2 separate regions of the Danio rerio genome follow, and region 2 is linked to region 1. Evidence: chromatin contacts called from public Hi-C data. All regions are on one chromosome and are shown on one strand. Each heading gives the region's core, a stretch centred on a gene start, on an enhancer-like site or on the middle of the called end of the contact. The rest is flanking DNA. Distances are from core to core; before and after follow the strand shown.

Region 1 (5,749 bases), core at 2,166-4,665:
TATTCCCCCGGAAGAATTAACTTGTCACTTGATTACCAAACAACTATCGAAATGTATTATGTGTGTGCATGTATAAAATTGTACTGATTGCGTGCTTAAAATATGCTTTCATTAATAGTGCACACTTCATATTAACTTATTCAGACACCGAGTCTAAAATTCACAAATTGCCTACTCAGTTTATACTTTAACGCGATCGTGTGTTTATGTAGACCATTCACATCTAAAGCACTCTTTTATACAAATTATTTGTATGTTATGCTTATCAAAATACACCAACATAAAATTATAGTTCTACTTTTAAAAAAGACCACAAAACTACATTTATAGAGGTGTGAGCTTAACGAAATATAAATACATTTTGGGGGGCGGAAAACAGCCGAGATCGTATGAATTTAATAGTTTCACAATAGTATTCTGTATAATGCTTTTATATTCAGTTCAATGTAATTAAACTTGTAGATATAAAGTACATTATTATTAATTGTATTTTATTTGAAATCAATGTTATAGCTTTTTTGCATATAAAAGTCTGATATAAACAACTATGGCACACAGTTATGCACTCAAATTTAAGGAAATGTAGAGTATAACATTTTGAGTGTATGGGAAAGAGGAAATTGACGGGAGAATTCATTGATTGACAAATACAACCAACTGTTTAACATTACTTCTAAGTATAATTTACATTGTATCCCACTATAATATACTCTTTACTTTATGCAAACCAACTCTACAAAGATATCAATGGGATTAACATTTGATGCAGACGTCAGGTCTCTTCTTATCCTTGACCCGTCGGTTTTGAAACCATATAGTTACTTGTCTCTCAGACAGGTTGGTAGAAGAAGCGATCCGCCGTCTGTTCTCCTTTGTAATGAACTTAGTGGTGTTGTATTCACGCTCGAGCTCTTTCAGCTGAAATTTTGTGTAAGGAACCCGCTTCTTTCTCCCGCGCTGACAGAATGAAGCCGCTGCTGCTTCCTCTGAGGAAAAAACAACAACATCACAGTTTTAATCACTTATAAGCCTTTTTAGTTTAAAAAAATATTTAATTATTTTAATGTTAACAATGATGCATCTTAAATTAACGTCGCATTTGTAAAAGAAAGGCCTTGTTATCATTGAAATCCAAAGAGAATGTGTGTATATTTTTATATAATGCCATATCAGCATCTCGACTCTGAAGCAAATCTGGTTATTTTAACCCAAAGTTGGGTCAAATTCGGACAAACTCAACCGTTGTGTTAATTTTGTCGATTCAATTTAAATTAGATTTTTTAAAAGTTGGTTTTGTCTATACTTGACCCAATATTGGTTTATTACATCCTTTTTTTGTGATTTAGATTATTAAAATTTGTACTTCTACACTCTAAAAAATACTGGGTTATTTAAACACAAATTGGGTAAAATATATACTAACCCAAACATTGGGTTACATTTGGTCCTATTCATTCTTATTTGAAAAAAACAAAACAAAACACCAACAAAAACACAACAGCAGTGGTTAGTCCGTATTATACCGAGAAGTGGGTCGAAATAACCCAGCATTTTTTTAGAGTGTAGTTATTAAAAATATTTACACTCAAAAATGTTGGGTTGTATTAATCAATGTTGGGTTAACACAGACCACCATTTGTAGAGTGTAGTTTCATGGCAAAACAGAAAGTCTGTATAAGTCATTAATGTCTGTCGAGTTTAATTATAGATTAGATTATTAAATTTTTGCTCCTGGTTATTACATAATCAATTTATCTACACTTCAAAAATGTTGGGTTGTATATGTTGGGTTAATACAACCCATAATTTTTTTGAGAATAGTTTCATGTTAAAACTAAATCTGAATGTCTGAAGTGTTTAATTATAGATTAGATTATTAAAAGGTGTGCTTTTTGTTATTAAATACTACATTTATGTACACTTTAAAAATATTGGTTGTATTAACCAATGTTGCAGCCCACCCTTTGAGAGTTTCATGGTAAAACACAAAGTCTGAATCTTTGTAATGTTTAATTATAGAATTGATTATTAATACGTGTGCTTCTGGTTATTAAATAATACATTTATGTTTATGCTTATTTTTGAGTATAGTTCCATGGTACAACACAAAGTCTGAATGTCTGTTATGTTTAAGATTATTAAAAGTTGTGCTTCTGGTTGTATTTGTTGGGTTAATACAACGCACATTTTTTTTGGACAATAGTTTCCTGGTAAAACTGAATCTGAATGGCTGTAGTGTTTAATTCTAGATTAGATTATTAAAAGTTGTGCTTCTGGTTATAAGAAAATATTTTTGTACACTTTAAAAGTGTTGGGTTGTATTAACCAATACTGGGATAAATATCGGCAAACTCAGCCGCTGGGTTATGTATTTGTTATTATTATGACTGATTATTTCCAATTAAATTTAAACAATTATTTTACAATTTTAATACTTGTTTGTCCATATTTGACCCAACATTGGATTAATACGAAACCTGCGTTTTTGGAGTGTAATTGACATGAATTTAAACAAATATGGATCAAAAAATTAAATTAAAAAATCAGAGAGCGAAAATTTAAGCTTTATTTTGTAACGGTGCAAAACAGGGAATCCTCTGTATGTAAAAACAAAGGGAAAAAATAACCTCTTTGAATTCGAGATTCTCTTGCTCCCTGGGTAAGATAAATTGTGAATGATTTGTGCACGATTATAAATTCAGTTGCTCTTTAGATCAGAGCCTCCTTAATGTGTCCACAAAAATGCTCTTTACGCGTAGCTAATGAAGAGAGGCGAGGAGTGAGTCAAAGCAGAGCTGAGGTCTTACCTGTTAATGATGGTTTCCAGATATGCGGGCTCCGCGTCTGGTCTTGAAAGCAATAAAGTTGACTGCTGCAATTGTTTGACCAGTCCCAATGTTGGTGGCCTTCCATTGTCAAACAAGTCTCATGTCTAAGATCTCCCATCATTGCTCTCTGAACCACAGGTAGATCAATGAAGGCAGGGATTCTCGGATAGGAGCGCGCGCAGCCTTGATAAAAGGCGAACTCTTTAAGCCAGCTGGAGGCTTCACCGTGGTCCACGGGTTTATTGGCGAACTGTCCGTTTTGCTTCGCAACACCAGGCGGGAACACGGCGTTCTGTGGAACTTTGTAACTGTTTTCCAAATGGCATCCAAACGTGAAGGAGCCAGAGCCGATATTGGATGGAAAAGAAAAGTAAGGACTGATAGACTCATTGCATACAGAAGTCGGTCGATCAACAGCGGAGAGCACCGGCGCTCCTGATGTACACCGGCTTGAGTGAGTCCCGAAGGCAGATGGGTAAACATTTATAAACTCTTCATCCAGTCCTCCTCCGTCCATATTCCTCAGTGCATGGGATTTAACTCATGTCTGTTATGGGCTCAAAACCAAGAAAAATGCACGCAGAAAATAACATCTCCGTTGACAGTTAAGCTTTTATGTTTATTTCCCGGACTAATTACATAGGTCAGAAAACATGGCATGTGATTGGGCAGCTGTCACCATGTGACATGCAAATAGTTAAGCTGAACTTGAACGAAAGCACAGAGTAGCCTAGTTTTTATGTGTCTGTGCCTGGACATGGCTTAAGGAGATGGGTTTGAATAACTTTTTGTCTGTAATTGCGTTTATTTTTATGTATAAAAGCTTGCAGAGCAGCTTTGCCTCGCATTAGCACATTAAATATTAACATATAGCACAAAATATATGCATTTTAAAAATGTATGGGTTGTTGTAATCCAACATTGGGTCAAATATAAACAATCGCTGGGTTAAATTGTTTTATTTAAATGTAAGAAGGTCGCTGGTTCGAGTCCCGGCTGTATCATGTGGCATTTCTTTGTGGAGTTTGCATGTTCTCCCCATATTGGCGTGCTACGGTTTCCCCCACAGTCCGGTATAAGTGAATTGAATAAACTAAAATTGGCCGTAGTTTATGTGTGTGAATGCGTCTTTCCCAGTACTGGGTTGTAGCTGAAAGGCATCTGCTGTATATGGATAAGTTGGCGGTTCATTCCGCTGTGGTGACCACTGATGAATAAAGTGACTTAGGAGAAGAAAAATGAATTAATGAACAAAAAAATTCACCCAAAGTTGGGTTTGTCAATATTTGAGCTTATGGGTTACATCAACAACAGCACTTCAGTGTATTTTAGAGTGTGCCAGTCATTCTGTCCAGTTTGTTGTTAATTCTCAGTCTTTTGGATTTTGGAAACATTGTTTTTAATGGTTTTAAGCACTTTTTATCAACAATAATCATACAAAAATAGTTACAAATTAAAATTTTGGAAGTTTCTCCATTTATGGCCATTATTATTCAGTGTTAGAAACCAATAAAAGTCTAAATGTTTTATTATGATCAATACTATTAAGAAACAGTCAAGCTTTATAATAATTTATAGAATTATATTAGTTTGGTTTCAAGTTTTTATCAATGTTCTCCAAGATTCTTTGATAATAAGAAACTTTAAAATGTTATATTAGATTAGATTAGATTCAACTTTATTGTCAATACACATGTACAAGTACAGGGCAATTCAGTTTAGGTCTAACCAGGAGTGCAATAGCATCAAGTGCAGGATATAGGTATGAGTTATAAAGTGCAATTATTGAAAAACTGTGGTTATATTTACAGATAGATGTACTATGAACATTATATACAGGTTGTTTTAACTATGATCAGAGTTACAATAGATATTTAATAATATATTCAAAATATATGTACAGGTTGCTATTAATAATCAGATGCAGATAAATATGAACATAATAACAAATCTATATGTGCAGTGCATGAATTCAAGATGACTTAGTGCAACGAAGTGCAATTGTAAATGTGCTAATATTAAATAGTGCAGTGATTATGGGGAGTATAAGTTATGATAAGAGTGTGGGGGTGTTTTATATAGTAAATGTCTCGCGTTTGATCAATTAAAGGTGCCTCTGGTTATTCAAGAATTATATTCTTAAACTAAAATACACGCATGAACTGTAGTGAGACACATCACACGCATTGTAGACAATACAGGAAATAATCGCTGATTGCTGTAATGTCTTTTAATCACTATAGGTGGCTCTCTAATTTAATTTAGAGAAACTATAGAGTGGGATGAGCTGTTTCCTTTTAACCATGTAGTAAGTCAATGCGGATGCGTTTTTTTCTCAAATACAAATTAGCATAAGTTGTAAACAAGATCATTTTCACTCAGTGTTAATATATTAATATCATTGTGTTTGGCCCTTGAGTGTCATAGAGGAAGACGCTGAAAATGGCTGGGCAGGACATACAACAGTGTTGCGCAACACTTGACGGATTTCCATGCATGCCAGAACATTTATGCTTCCTTTTCCCAAATGCCTGTAAAGCACAGACATTTTTCCTCCTTAATTACTTCCCGAATTTACCCTACTTCTGTCCCAATTTTTTTAAACTTACTTCAAATATTTGAAGTGTGATTTTTGTGGCTGTCCTGAAGCGTTCAATCCATCTATAGCACAATCGCGTGTGCGTTTTATTTGAGTTTTGGGGATTTTCTGAGAGGATCCCATTGCGAAACACCTGGGAGCAGCTCAAAAGCACACAATTAGCGCCGGAAGGGAAACCAGACAACCTGCAGTTTTTTTCTTTCTGTAGGGCCCTCACAAGAAGCATCTAGTTTGTTGACATACCACGGCAGTAAAGCTAGCAGTAAAACCCGATTGAACACACCGTCAACAATGCCACAATTAAATACTCTGATGTTTTTTA
Region 2 (5,352 bases), core at 326-2,825, 310 kb after region 1:
CAAAAGTAATTTTGTTAACAAAAATAAAGAACTGCAAAGGGAAAAATAAGTTTTGAAAAATAAAAATGAAATAAAAAAACAACTGCAAATAAAAATCAAGCAGTGTATTTAGTTATATTTAGTAATATAAGGATTTTCCCGTCCTTATATTAGCAAAAATGCAAATGAACCAATATACTTTCTAGAAAAGGGTGGAGTCTTTACATCCGTGTATGTCCTTGTACATTGACAAAACATTCCACGTGATTTCAGCAGTGGTGGAAAGAGTGCCATTACTTACCCAAAAATGTAGTACAAGTAAAGTAAACCTGCTGTAAAGCCAACAATACCAATGCGACTCTGCACATGATAGGATGATGAACTGATATAAATATATATATATATATATATATATATATATATATATATATATATATGTGTGTGTGTGTGTGTGTGTGTGTGTGTGTGTGTGTGTGTGTGTGTGTGTGTGTGTGTGTGTGTGTGTATATATATATATGGTTGTTTGAATATATTTTACATCAATAATGGCAGCCTGCAATGTCAAGCAACATTAAATTATATGCAAATTAGTGCGATTAATATGCATTAGAACAATGTTGCTCTAATAAATGTGTATTATTGTCTGTTTTTGTGTGTGTGTGCCTTGTTTTTCGTATGCTGTGGGGACCAGATGTCGCTACAATTGTAGCAATACCAGTAAATTTTGACCTTGTAAAGACAATTTTTGGTCTCCATGAGGAAAATGTCTCATAAAGTCAACACAATCTCACGGCAATTCGTAACTTTTTCATTTAGTGGCTAATTCGTATGAATTCGTACGATCTAATTCGTACAATTTAGTACGATTTGCTTATCCCCCAATGACGGTTGGGGTTAGGGGTGGGGTCAGGTGCCACGCCTCCTTTTAAAAATCGTACCATTTCGTACGACTGAACTCGTACGAATTTGTACGAATTAGCCACTAAACTGGCAAAACGTAAAATACTTACGTTTTCTCGTGAGATCAGGCTGCATAAAGTACACAGAATGAAGTATTATGAAAATGTAAACATGCAGAGTGTTCTCTGTGAGGGTAGTGTTGGGGGAAGAGGACAGAACGTACAGTCTGTACAATACAAAAATCATTTAGTCTATGAGAAGTCCCCATAAATATAGCAAACAAAGTGTTTGTGTGTGTGTGTGTGTTTGTGTGCATGTCTTCAGGAATGTGTGGTGCTGTGTAGAAGCCGGCCCCTCTCATGTCTGAGGTTTACCCTTAATCCCTCTTTGATCTGGTGATTTGATGGGTTTAGTGTATCTGCGGCCGCATGATCAGCAGCGGCTCAGAGTTTAGCAGATCACACGGCTGTTTGCAGCTCGCTGTCACTACAAACAAACAGAGCTAAAGACTGCTTACACATGTTCCTCCGGCTTCTGGAAAGATCTGGGCAGAAGGAAACTGCTCATGTGGCAGATTTTAGACCTGTTTTTATAAAAGGAAACCTATAAGGCCCCTTTGTCCAAGATGTAAGCGAAATCCCAGAGGCCTCAGAATGTGTTTGTGAAGTTTCAACTGAAAATACCTAATTATACCATGCTGTAGATGCCCATGTATAAGTTGATGAAAAAGAAAAAAAAGCTTCATGTGTGTCTCTTTAAATGCAAATTAGCTGGTTATTTCCCTACCCACTTTCTAGAAAAGGGCGGAGCCTTTACATCCTTGTATGTTCTTATACACTGACAAAACATTCCACATGATTTCAGCAGTGGTGGAAAGAGTACAGTTATAAGCAGAGGTCGGTAGTAACGAGTTACATTTACTTAGTTACATTTACTTGAGTAAAATTATTGGGTAACGAGTACTTTTGGAGTACATTTAAATATGTGTAGTTTTACTCTTACTCAAGTTAATTATCTATAACTATAGTTAGTTACAGTAAATGCAACCCAAGCTCATTCTGAAAACGTAGCCCCGCGGATGTTTCTGGAGACCACGATTAACGTGGCCGGAGGTACGTATGGCTGCATTACGTTTTTTCAAGCGAATGATACGGGGCTGACGGCTCGCCTCCTCCGTGTGTAGGCCGGGTTCGAGTCCGGGAAAGAGCAGTTCCAGAAATCAGGTAAGACAAAAAACAGAATCCAAAAAATAAAGCGAACGAGAATGGGGCGAAATCCGAAAACGCGGTCAAAATCAGACGAGCGCTTTTCTTTTTCTGCACGGCTTTCGTAAATCATCGCTTGGATTTAGGGAAGATGGAGGAAGAGGGTGGCTGGGTCGGCCGATTGGCCGGCCGCCCAGTCTATCATTCAGTCATTCAGCCAGCCGGACAGACGGTCGATTGACAGCGGCCTCTGTCGGCGTTTTACGCGAGAACAGCGCGGACGCGAACGGCACGCGCACGCTTGTGAGAGGCGTTCGAGACGCAAAAAAAGCACGCACAGCGGCCTCTCGCGGATTCGTGAAAACCAAAACTGCACTAATACGTACCTCCCGGGATGTATTTCACGGCCTCCAGAATTGTCTGCGGAGCTACGTTTCCACAATAAGCCTGGGTTGAGTAAATGAGTAGTAGTAATAGTAGTAATATTCAATTCAATTCAGCTTTATTTGTATAGCGCTTTTACAATGTAGATTGTGTCAAAGCAGCTTCACATAAATGGTCATAGTAACTGGAACAGTGTGGTTCAGGTTTTAGTGTTTAAGTTCAGTTCAGTTCAGTTTAGCTCAGTTCAGTGTGATTTAATCATTACTGAGAGTTCAAACTCTTCAATAATATAGTATTATAGTAATACCCTTGTTGCTAGTATCTACAAAAAAAAGACATAGCCACATCATTAAAGTGTGATCATGTCACTTTTACGTATGCCAGGTGACGTATAAATGTTAAAAAAAAGTTTATATTGTTTTTTTGTTAAATGTATGTATACATAGTTATACATGGTTTCTACAGTGGATGTCAATGGTAGTTTTTCCAGCATTCGTCAGTAAAGTATAGTCAAAAGTAAAACAATATCTTCTTTCTAAGAAATGTATCTAAATTTCTAAAAAAAAATATATATATATTAAAAGTTAGAACAGTTTGAGTGTGTAAACTTCTTTATTGGGTGAGCTATCTCTTTAATTATTATAATAATATGTAAGAGTATTGTCTTCAAAAACTTGTGAAAGCCTTCCAGAAGTTTGCATTTTCAAGCTGTCTAAAACATTGATCGTCGAGTAAATGAATGATCAAACACATGAAGTGACTGGAGGGGGTGTTACAATAAAATCAAAAACCTTATCTCAGAATATAAAAGAAATGCGCCATGTTTTACTCAACAATACTGTCTGTTGGGGAAAAAGAAATGTAACCATTAATAATAATTAACTAGCATACCATGCAAGGTGTTCAACATCTGACGGAACGTATGGCGCATGATACGCTGAGTAAAACACACTGCAGTATGTAAAACGCTTACTGTCTCTTTAGTCTGGGCAGATGTTCTGTACACTAATTACAGCTTCAAACATGATAAACTCAAATGACAATTCCTTGCCTAAACCACAAATGCTTTGAAATAAATACTCCACTTTCAGGCTTAATTTTTAGCTTCACTTCAGTTAAACATTGAAGTTTTACCATTTTTCAGTCCATTCAGCCGATCTCCGGGTCTGGCGGGAGCATGATTAGCTTAGCTTAGCGTAGATGATTGAATCAGATTAGACCATTAGCATCTCACTCAAATATGACCAGAGAGTTTTGATAATTCTCCTATTTAAAGCTTGACTCTTCTGTAGTTGCATCGTGTACTAAGGCCAACAAAAATGAAAAGTTGTTATTTTCTAGGTTGATATGGCTAGGAACTATACTTATAATGATAACTAGAAAGAGAGTATAGTTCCATATCGTCCTAGAAAATACTATTCAATTCTGTTAGTACACAATGTAAATAGGAGAATTATCAAAACTCTTTGGTCATTTTTAAATGAAATGTTTATGTGCATTCGCAGTGCATTATGGTTATTTTCTATTTGTTGAGTATGTTGTACACTTGTAATTGTGATGCATTGTGGGATTGATTCAGTGAACATCCACTATGGTTTCAGACACCACTACATATGGCCGCTCCCTCAAATAGTGCGCTATTTAAGATTACAGGTGTTTCAGGATTTCAGACACAGCCATCAGATCCTGTTTTTAGAGCAAGATGCTAATGGTCTAATCTGATTCAATGTCTTATGCTAAGCTAAGCTATTTTAGAATGTCCACTATGGTTTCAGACACCACTACAAATGGCCGTCCCCTAAAAAAGTGTGCTATTTAAGATTACAGGCGTTTCAGGATTTCAGACACAGCAATCGTATCCTGTTTTTAGAAAGAGATGCTAATGGTCTAATCTGATTCAATGTCTTATGCTAAGCTAAGCTATTTTAGTATGTCCACTATGGTTTCAGACACCACTACATATGGCCGCTCCCTCAAACAGAGTGCTATTTAGGATAACAGGCGTTTTAGGATTTTAGACACAGCAATCGTGTCCTGTTTTTAGAGTGAGATGCTAATGGTCTAATCCGATTCAATGACCTATGCTAATCTAAGCTACTTTAGTATGTAACTATGGTTTCAGACACCACTTCAAATGGCCGCTCCCTCAAATAGTACGCTATTTAAGATAATAGGGGCCCGATTTCAGACACAGCCATTGTATCCTGATTTTAGAGTGAGATGCTAATGGTCTAATCAGATTCAATGTCTTATGCTAAGCTAAGCTATTTTAGTATGTCCACTATGGTTTTTGACACCATTACATATGGCCGCTTCCTCAAGCAGTGTGCTATATAAGATTACAGGATTTTCAAGATTTCAGACTCAACCATCATATCCTGATTTCAGAGTGAGATGCTAATGGTCTAATCTGATTCAATGTCTTATGCTAAGCTAAGCTATTTTAGAATGTCCACTATGGTTTCAGACATCATTACAAATGGCCACTCCCTCAAACAGTGCGCTATTTAAGATTACAGGTGTTTCAGGATTTCAGACACAGCCATCATATGCTGTTTTTAGAGACAGATGCTAATGGTCTAATCTGATTCAATGTCTTATGCTAAGCTAAGCTACTTCAGAATGTTCACTATGGTTTGGGACATCACTACAAATGGCCGCTCCCTCAAACAGCGCATTATTTAAGATTACAGGTGTTTCAGGATTTCAGACACAGCCATCGTATCCTGTTTTAAGAGACAGATGCTAATGGTCTAATCCGATTCAATGTCTTATGCTAAGCTAAGCTATTTTAGTATGTCCACTATGGTTTCAGACACCACTACAAATGGCCGCTCCCTCAAACAGAGTGCTATTTAAGATAACAGGCGTTTTAGGATTTTAG

Evidence for each region. A called contact is a pair of places that touch in the nucleus more often than the background predicts.
Region 2: a Hi-C map of embryo shows a contact between it and region 1, with 3 times the contacts expected there. The contact joins the enhancer-like site here to the promoter of hoxd13a in region 1. A contact is called at or near these places in 7 of 18 Hi-C or Micro-C datasets (caudal fin, embryo, fibroblasts and 2 more) and 1 of 4 datasets of contacts at active chromatin or transcription factors (caudal fin).

What each region holds. Positions count from the first base shown.
Region 1 is chr9:1,984,432-1,990,180 of GRCz12tu, forward strand. It overlaps hoxd13a (homeobox D13a), which reads right to left and starts at 3,416. Exons shown (of 2, transcript NM_131169.3): 1 at 2,808-3,416; 2 at 475-986. The coding sequence starts at 3,345. The coding sequence ends at 754.
Region 2 is chr9:2,296,111-2,301,462 of GRCz12tu, forward strand. No RefSeq gene overlaps it. Among named protein-coding and RNA genes, the nearest start is that of atp5mc3a, 38 kb to the right of the region's middle. Within about 2 kb of position 1,576, at least 3 of the 62 cell types and tissues checked have an H3K27ac peak or open chromatin away from gene starts, as enhancers often do.